Linked DNA regions of Anser cygnoides: region 2 is linked to region 1. The links are chromatin contacts, called in public Hi-C maps. All regions are on one chromosome and are shown on one strand. Each heading gives the region's core, a stretch centred on a gene start, on an enhancer-like site or on the middle of the called end of the contact. The rest is flanking DNA. Distances are from core to core; before and after follow the strand shown.

What was found. Hi-C and Micro-C count contacts between places; a contact is called where the count stands out from the background.
Region 2: a Hi-C map of liver shows a contact between it and region 1, with 4 times the contacts expected there. The contact joins two enhancer-like sites. A contact is called at or near these places in 5 of 7 Hi-C or Micro-C datasets (fetal liver, granulosa cells and liver).

The regions. Positions count from the first base shown.
Region 1 is chr2:113,605,952-113,612,714 of Taihu_goose_T2T_genome, forward strand. No RefSeq gene overlaps it. Among named protein-coding and RNA genes, the nearest start is that of GATA6, 80 kb to the right of the region's middle. Within about 2 kb of position 4,255, at least 2 of the 3 cell types and tissues checked have open chromatin away from gene starts, as enhancers often do. A contact at or near this core is called in liver, where this site is marked.
Region 2 is chr2:113,842,812-113,849,574 of Taihu_goose_T2T_genome, forward strand. No RefSeq gene overlaps it. Among named protein-coding and RNA genes, the nearest start is that of RBBP8, 42 kb to the right of the region's middle. Within about 2 kb of position 2,375, at least 1 of the 3 cell types and tissues checked has open chromatin away from gene starts, as enhancers often do. A contact at or near this core is called in liver, where this site is marked.

The DNA.
Region 1 (6,763 bases), core at 3,005-5,504:
TTCTTCCTCTTTCGTGGTGAGACCTGTAAATAAAGACTACTTCAGATCTATGTAGGCAAGGCTGATTTTCTGAACACAAAGGGCTTAGTTAAGCTGTTTCTAGTATAGCCTTACAATTCAAAACATCAAGCCCAAGGTTTAATTGCATTTCTCTGATCTATAGCACAGGGCACTTAGATCACTTAATTCATATTGTTCTTGGTTTTTGGTCAGGTGATTCTTATTCTGTATAAGGCTGAATGAACCCTCATGTAACTTGTTCTCTGAAACTGTGTTCTCCCACTACATACGGAGGACACAAAGTCTGAAAGCCCTTTATGCATTCCTGATGGCACAGAAAAGTGTGTTAGGACAAAGGCAGTGGGGAATCTAAAACTATATTGCAGCCATAGGCCTTAGTCTAAGGAATTTGTGAGATGAGAAACTCAAATGGCAAATTTGATTGTGAAACTCTTGAAGAGTTTTAATTTGTTCCGTTTGGACTCCTGTGAGCTTGTATCACAGATACACTGAGTCCTGCTGTAACCCTGTCATCTCCTTTGTCTTGTATGCCCCACTATTCCTCGTAGGTCCTTCCACACCAGTTCTACCTGTCATGATATGTCCTAGACTTACACTAGAACTAGAACATGTGGAGAAGGAAGGTGTGGGAGTTGCAAGCCAGTCCTTACAGATTTACTGTGCTGCCTCATACAATTATTCCCCATGACACACACACCAGGATGTAACGGGGTAAATGATCTTGGGTTGGTTTTGCTGTGAACAGTGGGTGCCTGCAAATAGGCAGTGATGGAAAAAGCTACTGCAGGTCAACTGCTGAGTGCTTGCTGCAGCAGGCAGGGGCAAAGTGTTACAACCAAGTAGAGTTGAGTGGGCCAAGCCCTCTAGGAGTCTACAGGTCCTGAGTTGACATTGCTTCATCAGTAAGTAGCATGTAAATGAGTTAGATAAGAAAAACATATCTTCAGGAGCAGGACTGGGACACCAGACATTTAATTTTAGACTTCATCTGCTGTGCTGAGTCAAACTGTGACACCAAGATTTGGCAGGCCACTGCCCCACTACCAGCCTACCTATCCCTGCGATGTCCTTCCACAGGGTGTGAGGATGCACACATGGCTCTATAGGACAGCTAGTGGTATCTCCTGTAACTTTCCAGGACAAGGAAAGGACTTTAATGTTTTTGATTTGGTCTCTAGTGTTTTGGATTTGGTATGGCCTTTTTCTTTCTGTTCATCTTCAATTATCAAATAGGGCTGCCTTACTTTTACAGACGATATGTAATTTTGAGAGAAAATCAATGTAGGTATCATAGTTGTGCCTGGAATTCTTGGATTTATCCCATCATTTCCCACAAAATAAGCCCTGGCCATTTTAACAGATACAGGTGTTAAACCATTAAGCTAAACAGCTTGAATGCTTTTACGGTTATTAATAGTGGTGGCCTGCAGCTGCCATTTTTTTCTAGAGAAGGCAGGTAAGGACTTGATACATCCTAGGTTGTGCTCTTCCCTGTCATGGCTGAATGCTAACTTGGGCAATTCTCTGTAAAACTGCAGCATTACACCTTTGCTTGAATGGTTGGGATTGCTTAAGACATCTTCATGGCGTGGTGTCCTCTCAGTGATAGCTAGCAGTGAGAGCAGAAGTGTGGTATGGCCATGATAACATAATATTCTTCATGAATTAATACATTGGATTTTGCCGAAGGGTAGCTATCTGAGACGAGGTCAGTAGTACCGCAGCTGTTTCTGTCACCTTGCCTAGGAAGCTGGAGGCACACCACTGCATTGTGCATGGTAGATTTACCCCTAAATGCTTTAGAAGAAGGTTGCTAAGAAGCTGTCTATATCCTTGGATGAGTTGCCAATGGATTAGAAGCAAAGTCACCTGAAAGGTACAGACTTTCAATGCTTGAGTGAAAGTATCTCTCCACATTCTTTCTTTTTTATTATTATTATTTTATTTCCTCCTGGTACAGAAAGAACATCTGAGGGAAGAAGGGGAAGCTAACAAGCCTAGCTTATTTTGCTGTAAAGTGTGTACATGCAGCACTGGAGAACACTGCAGATATCTGTGAGTCTGGACAGGTTAAAAAAAAAAAAAGAAAGGGGAGGGGAGGGTTAATGAACTGTGAGGTGACTGATGGTATTTCTAACCCGAAGGAGAGCTGGCCGCCTCAGAGCTGAGGTTGGTGGTGTTACCCACAGTAACTGCTAGCTCGTGTTTGTGTGTAGTTCGTTTTTATTTTATTGTTCGGGTCAAAGATAAGCCAGTGGCTCTGTTAAGTGTGGTGAATATCTGGGAATAGCAGCGTGGTTCTGCTGAGCACCGCTGCCAAGACTAGAGCAAGCCAAGGGAGAGTGATTCTTTTGTCAGGGACAGAAATGTGGTCTGACACAACTTTCTTATCAGAGGGAAGGATTTTTCACTTCAGGAGGAAGTTTGGCTGGGAATGCATTGGATAACATTTCTCATTTTTTCAGGTCTGCGGGAAGTCCTGTATAAATGCATTTTCCATTAGTATAATAGCTGTGTTACTGTCCCTCCTCTCTAGAGAATGTTAGTGGCTGTGGATGTGGGCAATAACATAAAGAAGACTAAAACGCTCTTAATCTGTGTGAGTCAGCAAACATACCTTGCATGTTCACAGCCAGGAGCCATTTGCTCTTGGCTCATGCCACAGAGTAGGCAAAACGTGGTTCTCTTTTTTTTCTAATTTTTCATTCCAGGAATTTCTGAAGTTTCCCTTGATCCTTTCCAAACCATCGGGTTGTAGTTAAATTAAAACCTGGCCTTTTCTTTTGGTGAATACTTTGTGTAACTGGTAGTGTTTGTGTGGGTTCCAGCCTCAACTTGGATCACTTTGTTTAAAGATTGGGAGCCTACATGTATTATAGAGAAACTGCATTAACGAAGTTGAAGAGATGTGTCTTCTAATTGCAGCCATGAGACTGGGATTTGTTAGATTTGATTTTTGAGTTTTCTGGGAGTCTTCACTCAAACCACATAGTTTGTGTTTCCTCTCATTCCTATGTGTAAAATGAGGAAAAAGTTATACTTGATGGTACTAGAAGAGATCAGCTAGTGTATGCAAAAAAGCCTAGAAGTGAATAAATGAGCTCCTGAGCAGCTAACACGCCTCCCCTGCCAGCCCCTTGCATGGTGGTATACCGGCTGTGCAGTGGTGTCAGACCTTTTTGTGGTGGAAAACTAAAATCTAGCTCCAGTGCTAGCTCACAGGCCTGCCAAAGACCAAACAGGCAAAAAATGGACTATTGTCTTCCACCTCCCAAGCAGCGGGAATTATTAACTTATTAATTAACTAGTAATCACATACAAATATGTATTTTATTATAGTTAACAAGTAACAGTCGTTATGTTTTAAAGCAGCTGGTGGAAGAAATCCACGTTGAATAAAGGCATTGAGCTGCAATATCAAGGAGGGGTGACGAAGTGCCAGCTCTGGACGTCCTTGGGTTTCGGCCTCGCGGTGCTGGTGGTGCTGCGGTGCTGGGTGAGCTGCCAGAGGGTGTCACTGCATGCGTTACGGAGAGGGAAGAACGAGGTGAGGAAAGGGAATAAAAGTTCAAGTGTAAATTTCAGTTTCGTTGTTGAGCTAGAAGTAAATACAGAAACATGGATGAATCAAATCCTCACTTTCCTGGAGATTACAAACATTTCCTGGAGATGCTTAATTATATTGAAATGCTTAATTATATTTATTTATTTATATGTTTTTTGAAATAAATATCCCGGCTGTTCAGGACCAGATCCTCTGATATAAAAAGTCACATTACTGCTGACTTCCATACCCATTCTGTCCCTGAGTTGTTTCCAAGTGCTGACTGTTATGCACGACGTGGATAACGCTGGTTTTAAAAAAAAGAGAGAGGAAAGAAAACCAGAGCAGGCTCTCCTCAAATCCTTCAAAACCTCCTGTATGAAATTGTTGGTGTTTGCAGACCTCAGTGCCAAAGGTCGCTCTGGCTGAGGGCGCCCGTCTTCCCCCGCCAACTCGCCGTCCCCACAGGCAGGCTGGCTGTGGAGCTAGGCCCTCACAGGCCGCTGCCACCAGAAGACGCACGTGTATGTGCTCGGCCAGCCCGAAATACACCAGCCTTGCTGGCTCTGGGCTGTTTACGTGATGTACATTACTACCTCGCGGTGCCTGCACTTTCGGAGAGGCCTCTTCCCCGCAGGCCGTTGCCAAGGCCCGCGCTGTCTCTGTGCGTGTTATCGCGAGGATGACAGTTTAAACAGGGCTTATCGCTGTGTATTCAATCAAGGTTTATGAGGGCTGATAAAGATGTCACCTAGTTGCTTTGTGTGTTCATTAAAACGCTATTCCTCGGTAGGACTTCACTGTATTATGTTCTTTTTTTTCCCTTTCTTCACCGATTTTAGCTATCTTCTGAGGAGAGGTGTACGTGTATGAAGGGGAGGTGTGCTTGCTTTAGCACCATTATTTCTGCAGGGAAGAATTAAAAAAAAAAAAAAGAAACTAGTTTGGTTGACCCAACGTTATCTGCATTTAATATCTCGTGTTATCAGAATTGCTTATTTAATAATTCAGTAAACTTTTCCTAGGTTTAGCTTGCCCGTGGCAGTAAAGCGATTTGTGTGCACTTTATCTGCTGTGTGGTGCGGTGGCTACAGCACAGGGGGGGCTGCTTGTCCCTAGTGATGCTTGGACGTTCCTTGCCGCTTGCTGCATGCAGACCCGCTCATCTCTTTTCCTGATGGGTGGAAACGGTGTACTTGCGACACAGAAATGTAAACCTACTTGGTGACTTGGTTCAGTTGCAAGTCAAAGCCTGAGGAATGATTGCTAGAAATAAATAGGTACTCATGTAAAATGTGTCGATAATTTTCATGTTATCTGGATATGATGAACAGTAACAGAAAATGGACAAAAATATTTTATTTTATTGTGTTCTAAGCTTCATTTTTTATTTTTATTTTTTTTCCCCTTGATCCATATCCTTTTCCCAGCTATAGTTTAGAATAAGTACACTGGCCTAATTGTATCTGGTAACATTTCCATTTCTGCCGATCTTCAGATAATCTCATTTTTACAGTAAGCAGAAGTTGTTCTGTTGCATTTTTGTTGTTTGAGTAAAATTTGTTGTAAAACAAAGCAGATACACAAAACCATAATGAAAAATGATTAGTTGCAGCTGTTTGCTGTATTATATAAGAGGGGAATGTCTAAGGAATCTATTGGCTAAAAAAAAAGTTGAAAATATCTAACAGACTCAGGACCCTAGCTCAGTCAGAAATCAGTTGAGATTAAGCCCGCGTGTTTAAGCTTTTTTGAAAAATGGGGAGAAACTGAATATCCTTAGTTGATTCCTTAGAGCCCCAGGCCACGGCAATTTCTTGTTGTTTATGCTGCAGCATATTGGCCCTCTCTGTATCCTACAAACTTTGTGAATACTGATAGCTGTCGGCATTTCACAAATGATTCTTTCACTTTTGTTTACAATTGCTGCTGGCAGGCACTGGGCTATCTAAGGCTTTAATGCTGTGCATGTGCTTTCATAATAAAATGTTATTCTATGAGGATAATAACACTTACTAGAGATCAGTATTAAAATTAAAAACAGAGCCTCTCCACCATCACTTGTTAACACTTCTAATGATTGTTTGCTTATTAACACTAATTTGTTATACGCTTCCATTTTAGCTCTATGATGTCTGGTCTAAGCATGAGGCACTTCTGTGTATAGTAATTATGCATAACCAGGCTGATCTCTGTAATAAAAGTTACTGTAGCATGATCTGGTCTGCTTTCTGTGAAATGTTTTATATTGGAACCAATTGTTGACCCCTGCCTTATCAATTCACTCTATCTGTTTGTCTTTAAACAGGAGTCACGGTAGTCTCTGGAATATTTGCCTGGGATGAAGCTATTTTAGCTGCTGCACTGGTGTCCATTTAACCTTGATCATGAAACACTCGCTGGTCATCCAGCAGTACAGAACTTTTTGAAGCAGAATTGCTATTGTTTGTGAATAGAATCTATGGAATATAGCAGAGTGGAGATCCTTAGGGCTTACTCCTTGGTGCTTTATGAACACAATACTGTGCTTTTTACATTTTGCTCTTTATTATCACTACAAAGCCTCTGTGGGCTCCAGAAGAGAATTAAGAGACCACTTTACTAATGTATTGTGCAAACAAATAACAAAAATACAGGTTTCACTAGACACTGTGCGCAGCAATGCCATCTACCTGCCTGCTTGTGTGTGGGAAGCATCTTCAGATTACACCATCATCTTCTGATCTGGATATCTCTAAGAAAGCTTTATTCATTTTTAAGATTTTATATATTTTTTTCTGTTTTCTTTTGTTTTGTTTAACAGTCTCTCCCTTTGCCTACCTTAAAAATAAACAAATGCAAAAAAAGATTGTCAACCTCTTCGTTTTCTTAAAGCATTATACCGTGGTCAGTCTGAAAGCATAACTAATTTGCCTTTTGGTATTTTTTGGAGTTAAAATAGAAAATACCTTGATTCCAGCTTGCTGATGGGTTGAGAAAGCCTCGTTCACACCGTAAGCCATTTTGGCAGGGTGTGGAAAGGGGATCTGAAGCAGGGCAATAAAATATGCCTTTGGAAAGATTTCCAGTTTCTGTGCAGAGGTCCCATCCCCGATGCATTTGCTTACACAAATTCTGCTAAATCACCAGAACATGATTACCATCCAAAAGCTCATCTGTCTTTGAATGTATATTGATTTCTATTTCCTCATTTAAATC
Region 2 (6,763 bases), core at 1,125-3,624, 230 kb after region 1:
CATTAATATTCACATCTAACTTAGGTGTCTCCATGTATGGACAGGTAGTTATAGGCACCGTGAGCTAAGCTGTACCCACGATGCATTTTGTTTCCACAAAGCGAAGCTGGAGACTCCAATAACCTCCAGTCTTCACCAAAAAAAAAAAAAAAAAGATGACTCCCTGGCTTTCAAAGTAGCTCTCCTTTAGGGAATAATTTCTACAAGTAAAACTAATAATTTACTAACCTTCACTGAAACAGAGAATCCAAATCAGATAAGCCTGGTTACAGAAAGTCCAGAAACTTTCCTGTCCTGTTTATAAAATGGGAAGTACACCCTGTGGGCCCCTGTTTTGGTGGAGATCAGGAAGAAGAGGTAACTGTGATGGTGACACTCCTTATGATCCCTGAGTACTCAAGGCAGGGAGTGCCGTCCTTCAGAGCATGTAACTTAAACCCCCAAACATGGTGAGATGGGGAGCCTTGGGAGAAAAGCCCTCCCTAATCAGGGACAACAATCCTGATTTAGCCACCCAAACGAAGTGCCTGTAATGGAGCACTGTGCATACCTGTCATCTGCATCTCCCCCGTTTCAGATCTGGTTTTGATGCTCAGCAAACAGAGTAAGCAGGGGCTCTTTGAAGTTTTGGCAGTGCTGGCTCTGGGTTGAACAGAGCACCGACGGGCCCAGGCCATCTTTCACCAGGAGACACAGAAGAGGACTTGTCCTGCGTGATGCCAAGGGATGGCACAGCTATTTGTGCATTTCCCAAACAACAGAGACCTCTGGGAGCTCTGCCCCACTGCCAACACCAGCAGAAGACCACCTTGGAAATGTAGATGACACATTCAACTCCCCTTGGCTTTCTCTCCATTGGCACATCATACTGAGCAACCTTTTCCAGGTGACAACCCAGTCTCAGCCATAACCAGCTACAAGAAGAGAACACAGGAGACATCCTACTCTCAGTTCTCCTCTCAAAAACAAGGCCCAGTCCCTTGTCATGACTCCCCCTAACCCAAAACTCCTGGTGAGTCATTTTCTTTTCCTTGCTGAAAATACTCATCTATGTTGCACTTGAGTCACTGGATTCATTCTGTTCTGATGACTTACACATTTCAGAGAGGATGTTGCTCCAAAAATAATAGGACAGATTCCTCCTTTAATATTTGCAGTCCTGGATGCCATTTCCCCAGTTTAAACAGAGGAGCAGTAAAAATGTGTTCATCCTGTACTTTCCCTACAAAGCAGATTATAGTGACCACTGCTGGAGGCCTCCTGGGCTGAGGGCATATCGGATTTACCAGGGCAAGACTTTTCTCTATCCCTCTGAGATTACATTTTCCTCACCCATGTTGCAACCATGGAAGACTACATTTTACTCTTGTTTTTAAAACTCTAGGGAAAAAGAAAAAAAAAAGGAAAAGGAAAAATAAAACCTTCCTTTAGATATTTCCATTTGCTGAGGAAAAGGGCTGAATATAACCACATTTGGAATATGAAAGCTGAGCATCTCGTTAAATTCATAGTTCCCTCAGACGAGTGGGGCCCGTGGCTGCAGACTGCACGGAGCCTAAAGGCCAGCTGTGTACAAAAGGGCACAGCCAGTTCCTGTATGTGCTCCATAACAGCATGACACATCTCAGGGCTTTTGGACAAAGGGATGTATTTTTCATGTGAAATTGTTCCTTAGCTGTATATTTCTTTGTCTTCTGCCCATGGGAATAACGACACCAGGCCAAGAATGAAAGACTCCTTTAAGTGTCTCCATGCAAATTGGTTTGCCATTCATATTTCTTCCCGACTCGGGAGGTTGACAGGTTGAGGCAATACTAAAAGCTTCTTGGTAATGAAGAAGGGTACCTGAAATCCAAACGTTTTTAAAAACTCGCTCGCTGTATTGAGAACAACTCTTTCTAAAACAGGAGGTTTTGCAGGTAAACTGTACTTTGGTAGTGCCTCCCTGTTCTATAAACTGAATTGATAAGATTCAAGCTAACATTTCATCTTGACATTGCTAATACATGTTTGCGAGCATTCAGTTTACACTTTCAATACAGTCTGTCAGATTAGATCTGTATACCTGCTACTGAATAACAAGGGTACTATTGATTTTTTGTTATTTTCAAGTATTTGTTTTCTTCAGTTGAGCACATTCTATTTATTTTGGCACAGGTAGCAGAGAAACCAAGGCAAGAGACTTAACCTCTTTTTGAAAAGATTTAAGACTTGACAAGCACCAGAGCTTCGTGAAACTGCTTGTTCCCATGGTGGTCTGTGACACAGTATTGTCCTCTTTATGACTTCAGTCACTGTTCGTTCCCTTAATTTTCTGCCTAAGTCTGCAGTGCAGAGGACATGCAGGGGGTGAGTGTAATGACAGTTTGCTCTTGGAGGGACTTGAAAAGTATCTGAAACATGGATTTCTTTTGCCCCCATGGCTCAGTTTGGAGGCTCTGTCAGGTACCTAGCAGTCACCCTCCATCCAGAGTGATACCCGCTTTGCACTGCAAATGCACACACTTTAAAGTGTGGAAGCAATTTGCAAAATTATTTACCTATACCTGTTGCCACATGAATTTAAAAAATATAATAAAAATCCCAAACCCAAGATCAACAACCCAAGCCTGGCTGTTGTTTTCTGGAAAAAGCCACACTATGACAAAGAAATATTTTCTGGCAATAAGTAGCAATGCAATGCAGTGCAGTTGCTTTCCAGCTGATGGGGCTTGCAGTGCCCAGGTGCAGTAGGCACCACACGAAGGCCATGGCAGCCTGGGGTCCCATGTATGACCAGATGCAATACTGCCCCTGGACATGGCTATAGATGCTACTGGCGATTCTGTGCAGTTTATATATTCAGAGAGTAATGCAAACCCAGAACGCAGCGTGTGTGTGTATAGAGATAAATATATTTGCAAAGTCTTAACTACACAGCCTGTTTTCTGCCTTCTTGGTGCGCTTGTGCAGGTATGTGCTCCAATACTGGCACCTAGTGGGGAGTGTGCAGGAGGTGGGTGAGTAAAGAGGTCAGGATTCACAGACACACACGCATTCAGCCCATGAAATACCTGGAATGCTTTTTTTTTCCTGGTTACTGGAAAGTCCTTCCGGCTCAGCGCAATTGTCGCTGGTTTCATCTCGGTGTCTCTCGCAGACTGCCCCCTCCATCTTGTCCTCCGCTCCCTCTCGCCAGAAGGCCTCAGGGCAAGCCTCCGCTCCTCGCCGCGCACCCGCCCTCCCCTGCTCCATCTGGCATCCCTACCTGTGGTCCCCTCCTTCTTGGCCTTCCTCCCGGATCCCCCCACAGCAACCCACCAGCTTTTCCTCCTTTGGTTCTGCCTGCCTTGACCTGGGCCTGGCAGGTCTCTCGGAAAAGCAAATGACCACTGGCGTTGCTTCCTGCCTCGCGGTGCGCGCTCCCGCTTTGGCCTCGGAAGAAAGGACTGCCTCTTACCCAGCGAAGGACTTCTTCCTCCACCCATTCCCATTGCCTGCAGGAACTTTGTGTCCCACAATTGTCCCTTTTTAGCTGAAACAGCAAAAGGCTCAACCTACAACTTCTCCCAAGGCCCACCCTGTGTCATTAGTGTATTTAAAAGGAAGTACCGAGAAGACGTGATGTTCTTGCCAAAAGGCATTTATCTTCTTCTTACCATCTATATGAAAAGGACAACTCTCCCAAGGAGCCTCCAAGATTGGTTGCAAATACTGCAAAGCCAAATTAGAGCTCCTGGGCATCCCAGTTATAGCAGTATATTCTTGCTGATTACAGTGAGCTGAATTACTGCTCAGGTTTGTTCCTGTTGCCAGAGCCCTGGCGTATACCACAGCTGTTGAAGACGTTGCAAGGATGCATTTTCAGTGCCAACCCGAGCAAGATCAACTGCTTCCAGACAGGAACTTGAAGATGGGCAGTTCAGGTGAACTGTCAGTCTTACTGAGAAGGGAAAGATCCCCACTACTGCTGGCTGCAGGACAGACAGACCTTGTGCTTCCTGAATGTGGCAATGGCGTACTGCAATTTTGCTGCTAAAGTCAATGAGCCTGCTGGATCCCTAGCGTTATTTCTTGTTTCCTAAGCTTCTCTCAGTCAAACACTGACCATGTCCAGCCGGCGTAGCGAGAGCGTGCAGTCTTTCCTTTGGTTGAGACATTCATTTCCCATCGTGGATGAAGGCCTTGCTTCCATCCTGAAGGGAAGTTACTGTGGGTGACATTGTTAAACAGCCCTCCATCCTGTACGGTCCGTGACCGTGATTTACAGCCCGTCTCTAGTTACGCACTGATTCAGCTGACTTTTCTCTCGAACAGTTGATCTGAATGCTAAACCTACTCAAGGCTAGCAGCATTTCTGTGATTCATTCTACACAAGGAAACACTGAAAATTTATTAGGATGTTTTTACAGTCCCGGAAATTGCTATGTGGCTCTGTTGCTAACAAAAGAACAGAAATGGCTCACAATCTTATTGAACTTTTTCATATGCATTAGCTGTTATAGGCCTTTGTCATTTATTCAGTTTTTAAGTTAAACACTCTTCTGAGCTGGGATTCTGTAAGACTTCCAGTTCTTGTAATTTTATCACAAGCTTCACTAACATTTGGTGCTTTTCTTAAAGCTCTGGTTCTTGCAATCTCTTGATTTGACCACATGAGAATCTCAGCTTTATAACAAAGAAATAAAAAAATAATAATAATCCTACCCACTGAGATTGTGGAGAACAGTAAAAGAATAACTGTAAAGCTGCTTGCATGCTAGATGGCAAGGAAAACCTAGATCTTTTGTTTAATTTTCAGCAAATTTTTATATCACTCCTCTGATTTCGGCTTATGATTTCTGAATCTCTAAGTGCTGTTGAGGACGTTGTCTGGAAGAGAAGGGAAGGGGACATGAAACTATGCATACTCTGTCCCTCTGTTTGAAATAGCCTTGATTTAGCTTGGCATACGGGCTGAAATCAGGTGCTGATTGTCAAGTTTGACTAATTTTTTTTCCTTTCAGACTTGCTGCTTGCCAGCCTACAGAGGCAGGCAGCAGCTGAACCCTCACCACAACACATAACATAGGGTTCCTCTGCCCAGATTGTCATCAGAGTAGCCATAGGCAAATGACAAGAAGTCTTGGGATTAAGGCAGAATTTTCCATTATTGGGAAACATTTTAATTATTTGGAAAAAAAAATATTATTGGGAAAAGAAGGGTCTGAATCATTTATGCACGTGGCTGCATCCACACCATGCACTGGGCAGGCAGGCTGTACTTTCTGTGTTCGTGTATGGTGATGTATCACCACATCTCACCATGAATTTGCTCTCCATCCAAGCACTGCATACAGCTAGAGAGGAGGACAAAAAGCAGCCTTAGTGGCCTCGGCAGGGAATTACATCATTTATAATGCCGAGTCAAGCAAGTGCTCAGGAGAAAGGTGCAAACCACATGTCAGTTCTGGGAAGGGCATCCTTTCTGATGACTGGTCTCTTTCCAGAATACTCACAGCAGTGCTATGAGTGCCAGCAGTGCATTTGTTAAAGCCAAAAAATTCTTCTGAGTTTTGCATAGTAGGACACAACCTCGGCCCACAGAACTTGCTGTAACTTAATGCAAAATATAACAAATTTGTGTTACACAAAGGGAGGTAACCACAGAAATAACAGTAACAGGATAACACCTCGACTGTGTTGAGCTTCAGGGCTGTGAATCCTTCAGGCTGGGATTTTCAAATAGTATTAGGGTAGTCGGACTTACAGAAGGGTGGATGAGAAATAAAAGACATTGCACTGTTTTTCCCTTAGCATTTGTAGAGTATCTATAACCTTCTGAACCCTCTGCTCACTTCAGTGAGTGCTTAGTCTAACAGGGAATCACGTTATGTCCTGAAAAAAAAAAAAAAAAAAAAAAAAAGCCTGCCTGTTTTTAAGACATGGTATTTTCAAAATAGCATAAAATCTTTTTAATTGCTGATAGAAGACACAGTCAAACAAAAAGACTGAAGGATAGGAACTCAAAGACTGGCCTTTAGGGATACCAAGCATATTTGTTCACACAGTGTTCAGTTATGAAGATTTTATTATGTACCAATTTGAGTTTATACATACCAAATGTTCTTGAGTCAGCGGCACAAGCAGGACTGCCCTGTTCCAGTAGATCTTTTTTCTGCCCTTATGGTGGATTTATTTTATTTTATTTTATTTTATTTTATTTTATTTTATTTTATTTTATTTTATTTTATTTTATTTATTTCTTTTTTCAAATAAAGAATCATCAATAACCATGACAGGGATCCCTCAGTGAATGGACATCCCAGCATGCCACTATGCTTTCTCTGCAGACCAGCATTTCCACAGGCTTAAGGGAAGTCATAAACTACTTAGGAGGAATAGGATTCACAAAGCTGTCCTGGACAGCTTTACTGTTGTTTGTGAACAGGTCCTGGAGGGCGGCTAGCAGCACAAGAGCCCAGCAATGAAAGACAGCAGCAGAGCACCTTGCCCGATTGTGAACAGATGGGAGAGAGAGGAAGGGAACCAGAAGACAAAGGGGAAGAGTGAGGAAATCAAAACTCCCCGTGCTCTCTAAACACTTACTTTGGGAAAACACCCTCTCTATGTATAGTGCTTACAATACAACAAAATTTGTGTCCAAAGCTTATGGAAATATTCACCAAATAAGTTCAAGGAAAATTCAAAAAAAGGACAAACCTACAACTCTGAAGAGCCCCTAGTTGGGACCTGCACTAGTTAAGGGTGGCTCACCTCTACTGCCAATACTGCTACACTGTAT